Regions from separate parts of the Rattus norvegicus genome. Here region 1 is linked to region 2. A link is a contact called in public Hi-C data. All regions are on one chromosome and are shown on one strand. Each heading gives the region's core, a stretch centred on a gene start, on an enhancer-like site or on the middle of the called end of the contact. The rest is flanking DNA. Distances are from core to core; before and after follow the strand shown.

Region 1 (2,989 bases), core at 172-2,671, 140 kb after region 2:
GTTCTGGTATTAATGTGTGCACCGCCACTTACAGTTCTGAACTGAATTCATTTAAGTTGTCTAGCCTACTTTTGCAGTACCTTTCCTATTGGCTAGTCTCGCCGGTCACGGACTACCTCCTATCGTTTCTGAAGCTGTACGGTGGCCTTGTCGTCCAGGCAGGTGTCATGGTTTTGAACCTTTGAAGTGGTTCCATCATTTGCTAGCCAATTCAGCGCGCTAATTAAAGCTGAGTAGAAAGTTTTAGTGCTGTCTGAGAAGTGGTGGCAACGGAGTTTTGCTTTTTATAAAGCTTATCATGTCTCTGTTTCTTTCTTTCTTTTTTTTTTTTTTTCCGGAGCTGGGGACCGAACCCAGGGCCTTGCGCTTGCTAGGCAAGCGCTCTACCACTGAGCTAAATCCCCAACCCCCATGTCTCTGTTTCAATGTGTAATTTTTCTTCCTTTAAACTGTGGTCCAAACAATGACCCCGTTTTACTGGCACCACACTACAGTCTGAAAGTGTTCTATTGGATAAGATGTACTAAGGGGACTAATGAGCATCACCCAGGCCAGGAGAAAGAAAGCTTCACTCTACTTTTTGGCAGCGTCGCTACGTTCCTTTCCCCCGAGTCAGAAAAGTATCAGCTTTTCCAGCAAGTTTTAGGTGGAAGAGAAAAACCTGGGGAATGGGGAAAGTTAAGACAGGGTTTCATATAACCCAGGCTTGCTTTAAACTTGATATGGCACAGGAGATGCCTTTGAATTTTCTTGTTCCTCCTTCCATCCTCAAGTGCTGGGGTTACAGACAACAACCACTATGCACGACTGGAAAGTAAGTTTTCTAATTGAAGCTAATAAAAGAGGCTAAAGTTAAAAAAAAAAAAGTAAACAAAATTTTGCCGAGGCATAAAATATTAAGTTCTAAAGAAAATCTGTTTTAAATAATTTAAATATTGATAATTTTTTCAACAAATTAAAACATCTTTGCATAACTACTCTGTCAGGCAAACTTTTTCTTTTGTTGAGGTATAGATACAAGAACATTTTCAAGATTTAAGAAAACAATTCACTTATTACAACGTTTCAGAGATAAGAGTTCGTACAGATGTTAAGAACACTGTAAAGACGATGGTGGGTCAGGTATGTAATCTCAGTACTTGGAGACTGAGACGGGGGAATGGCACGACTTCCCCAATCTTCTACTTGGAAGATTCCAGAAAATAAAAGAATACTCGTGCATACACTTTTCACCGCTAATAGATCTTCCTGTCTTCTGAGAACTGCGTTCTCCTAGACTCGTTCTCCCCCCGGCGGTCTCTTCTGGAACTTCATCCTGCTCGTACTATCTCGGCGCGAATAAAGATTTCTTATTCAAAACGCCGGAAGTGACTACGGAGGCCGGGAGGCTGGGCATGAAGTAGCTTCGAAGAGAGGCAGCGATGAGCGACATGGTGGAGAGGACGCTGACCGCACTGCCGGGGCTCTTCTTGCAGAACCAGCTGGGAGGGCCTGCGGCCTCCAGAGCACCCTTCTTCTCCAGGCTGGGCGGCCTCATCCGTGGCGTCACTGCGCTCTCATCCAAGCACGTACGTGGCGGGGTTGGCAGGGCGAGATGGGGTGGGGCGGTGGGGCCGGAGACATCGGTCGGCTGGATGGACGCAGTCGGGGGTTCGCCCCGAGCTTGGGTTTGCTGCCTGCACCGACCTCAGGGAGGCTGGCTTTCTGATTTGGAGGCCCGAAGACCCTCCGTGTGTTTTCTCAGTGTTAAGCCGATATAAATTTCATGGGATGCTTTGAAGATTGCCGGAGCTGTCAATCTTCAAATAGCCGGTGCGACTTAAAGCCTGAGCTATAGGCTCCTACGAAGTTTCTTTTCCCTACTGAGTTTTAATTTCGTTCCTTCTATTTGGAAGCGTCACGTACACCGACAGACAACCCTGACTCCCACCCCTGACAGAGCTATTAATCTTTGCAGAGCTTGAGGTTTAGGCTAGTCCAACGGGTTGGGCAAAGACCCGCTTTGAGAACTAGTAGTTACCATAGAAGTTATTACCTTCCCACGGATTGTGTATGGTGCTGACTCAAGGAGCGTATGTCTTAAAAACGTAACATCGTGTCATACTTTCTTCAGCAAATATTTATCAAGCGCAGCTATATGTTAAGTAATGAAAATAGCGAATCACTTTTCTATCAAAGAATTGATCATCCATTTTGGACTTGACATAAATAACTACAGTGTAATGCCAGTGCCAGCAGAGAGGAGGAGAGAGACAAGATGCCTTTAAAGGTTTAAAACGTGCGTGTGTTCTAACTGTGAGCTGGTATGTGGCAAAGCTGTATTGAACAGGGCTTGCTGCACATCCCGAAATCATTCCTGTACTTAATATATCTTCGTGCTTTTCTTTTGCTAATTTGTATGAGAGGACAAGTAAGTATTTTATGTGTACATGTATCTATGGAGAGAGAGAGAGAGAGAGAGAGAGAGAGAGAGAGAGAGAGAGAGAATATGAATGTGTGCGTGTGTTGGTATGTGAGGTGCACGGACCCGTGGCACATGTATAGGCTTCAGAGGACAGCTTTGGGTCTTAGTCCTCACCTTCCACCTTGTTGGAGGTCAGATCTCTCTTGACGTTTGTTTCTGTGCTGTGTATTCAGGCAAGCCAGCCAGAGAGCTTCTGGGGTGTTCTGTCTCTACCTCCTGTGTCACCATAGCAGTGCAGGGAATCACAGATACACCTCACCACACCTGGCTTTTTATATGATAGCTTCTGACCCTTAGGCTTGTGGAGCAAGTGCTTTTACACATTGAGCCATCTGCCCCTGCTCCTGAAAGAAAATTTAAAGAATATATATATAATATATACAGATATATTATATATATATATATAGGCTTAGTTTGAAAGTGCACAGATAGCCAGATGCGGCATTACTTCTAAGTTTTTTTGCGTTGTTTTTAGATTTATTTTGTTTTAAGTTGTTGTATGTGTGGGGGACATGTGTTCATGAG
Region 2 (2,748 bases), core at 208-2,707:
GTGCCATATATGAATTACTTACAAAACTAAAGCTATTTTGGGGGTTGGGGGGGTTAATGAAAACATTTTAAACAAATGTATGCTGTTTACCATCTAAAATGAAAAACTAGATATACCACTGAATAGTCAGTACTTAACGACTTGCAAGGCACTTGGATTCAACTCACCCTCCAGTAGAGTCCTTTAAATCAAAGCCGTAAGTATTTAAATGAAATGATTTAGCAGAGGTAGAGGGATTTGAACTTTCCTTTCAAGAAATAGGAAAAGCGAGGTGACAGACACCTGTAATTCCAGAGCTCAGAAGATGGAGGCAAGAGGATAAGGAACTCAATGAGGGCCTCTGGATTTGAGGCCAGCCTGGGCTACATGTAACCCAGTCTCAAGTAAAAGTAGTCTTCAATGACTTCTCAAACCAAAGTGAGAAATGCATTACTTTCACATGTACTTTTTAAAGACACTTCTAAACCTAGCCGGACGTGGTGGCGCACGTCTTTAATTCTGGGAGGCAGAAGTAAGCGGATCTCTGTTTAGAGCCAACCTGGTATACACAGCGAGTTCCAGGCCAGCCAGGGTTACAAGCAAGACCTTGTCTCAAAAATAAAGAAAAAGAAGAAAACTAAACCTGTCAGACTTCGGCAAAGGAACACCAGTTTGCATAAAGCCTATCAAGTTAAACTACTGAGCAGGAATGCCTTTCCTGCTCAGATCCTAGATCTAAATGGCTTTCTTTGTAAGAAATCTCCAAATCCGGTTCCTGGCCTTAACAACAAAAGCTCTAGCCAACGCTGCAACACACCGACTCCCTCCAGTCTGCACATTGGCTTCAAACTGTCTGGGACAACAGATGAGGTAGTTCGACGCAGACCTGGCAACGCAGTCTCAGCCTCCCAGGAATTGTCCCTTCCCTGTCCCTTGCTAAAGAAAAGCCCGAACCACAACGCAGTCTACACCGTCAAAATCACTCCCGTTCTATTAAAAAGTAATAATAATAGAAAATGTACCTGTAGAGAGTCTGCGGCACAGCCAATAAGTCACAGCTCGGAACCCGCTCCCTTCTCCTTTCCGTAACACCTCAGCCCTCCCTCCCTTTCCGTGTCAACTCCGCGGCTCCGCTACGAGCGGAGGCGCCCAGAGGGCCACAGAGCTCCCCGGAGCGGCGCACAGGCTCCCGCGAGGCCCGCCCGCGCCAGGCCCGGCTCCGTACCATTCTCCTCAAGGGGCGGACTCCGGAAGGGCAGCGGCTCCTCCTCCTCCTCCGCGGCCTGCAGCCATCTATCGGAAAGCGTCTCCGGAGGCGGTGGCACGGGCCACCGAACAAGGACAGCCCCGGGAAACCTTCTCAGAACTAACTCAGCTCCAGCGCTAGCAGCAGAAGTCGAGTCTTTCATAATTGTGCGACCAGCTCCGCCGGGTGACTGGCCACAGGGACGCGCCCGCGCCCGCCTCCGCCGGAGACGGGGCCGCGGCAGCCACGTGACGGGGGCGTCGAGTGCGTCGCGCGGAGGGCGTGTCACGTGAAGGGCGCGTTTACTGCGGCCTACCCCTAATCCCCGCCCAGCCGCCGGCCGGGAAGCGCAGAGCTGCGGTTTTCCCTGGTGTTGCTGGCTTCAGCTTCCCCTGCCTCCGTCTGTGAGAACTTGTTCCGCTTTAATGACCGGATCCCCGGGTTCGCCAAAAAGTAACTCCCGCGGCCAGACACGATTGTCTTGTTTCTTTTGCTATCGCATCGGTCTATGTTGGTTATTAGCGATAGCTTTCCCACACGTTATCCTTTCCCATCAAGGGTGCAGTCTGTTATTATCGCTGCTATTATAAGTGGCTTATTTTATGTGTATGTGTGTTTTGCCTCATGTATGTCTGTGTAACATATGTGTGCAGTGTCCTCGGAAGACCGCCCTAGATCATCTGGAACTGGAATGTCAGACAATTAGTGTTTTTTGAGTCCCTTGTGGCTCAGGCTCCTGACCTAAAATGACCTTGAACTATGGAATTTGCTTTTAATCCCACAGTTCTGGGATTGCCAGCTTTCGCCATCCTGAAAGGATTTTGGATTTTGGTTTTTTTGTTTTGTTTTGTTTTGTTTTTGTTTTTTGTTTTGACCTGGAGTAGTTGGCACATGCCTGTAATCCCAGCACTCAAAAGGCTGAGGCAGGAGGATTGCAGTAAATTCGAGACTAGTGAGGGTTAGAATGACAACACCGTCTTAAAAACACAAAACCAAATCTGCTTTTGACACATCATCTTTTCGCTCTTACAAATGTAAAGGCTCCACTGCCTGAAGCTCCGTTCTGCCTCTATCTTTGCTCTTTTTACTCTGACTAATCTCAAATTTACTGTAATCTTCCTGCCTTAACTTTCCGAGTGCTGGGATTACAGGCATGTACCACTACTGGTCTAAAAAAAAAAAAATCAAGATGGCAAACGCCTGTAATTCTAGAAGGGAGGGGCAGGCAAACGCCTGTAATTCTAGAAGGCAGGGGCAGGCAAATCTCTGTGAGTTAGAAGCCAACTTCCAGGTCTGCCAGAGATACCTAGTGAGACACTGTCTCAATTAGACACCCCTCCCCCAATAAAAACCCTACCAGCTTCACTGATGAATAATTGACACATTTAAGTGTACAATTTGATAAACTTCAACATGAAATCACTACTCCAATCAAGGCAATGAACATATTCAATAGTCCCAGATTTCTGGCACCCTTGCTAAACTCTTCCTGTGTGTACAGATCTCATCGCTCTAACTCAGTG

The links. Hi-C and Micro-C count contacts between places; a contact is called where the count stands out from the background.
Region 1: a contact with region 2 is called in a Hi-C map of frontal cortex, with 2.1 times the contacts expected there. The contact joins the promoter of Ap4e1 here to the promoter of Trpm7 in region 2. A contact is called at or near these places in 1 of 12 Hi-C or Micro-C datasets (frontal cortex) and 1 of 1 datasets of contacts at active chromatin or transcription factors (oligodendrocytes).

The regions. Positions count from the first base shown.
Region 1 is chr3:134,724,917-134,727,905 of GRCr8, forward strand. It overlaps Ap4e1 (adaptor related protein complex 4 subunit epsilon 1), which reads left to right and starts at 1,422. Exons shown (of 21, transcript NM_001191742.1): 1 at 1,422-1,568. The coding sequence starts at 1,422.
Region 2 is chr3:134,586,656-134,589,403 of GRCr8, forward strand. It overlaps Trpm7 (transient receptor potential cation channel, subfamily M, member 7), which reads right to left and starts at 1,458. Exons shown (of 39, transcript NM_053705.2): 1 at 1,205-1,458. The coding sequence starts at 1,207.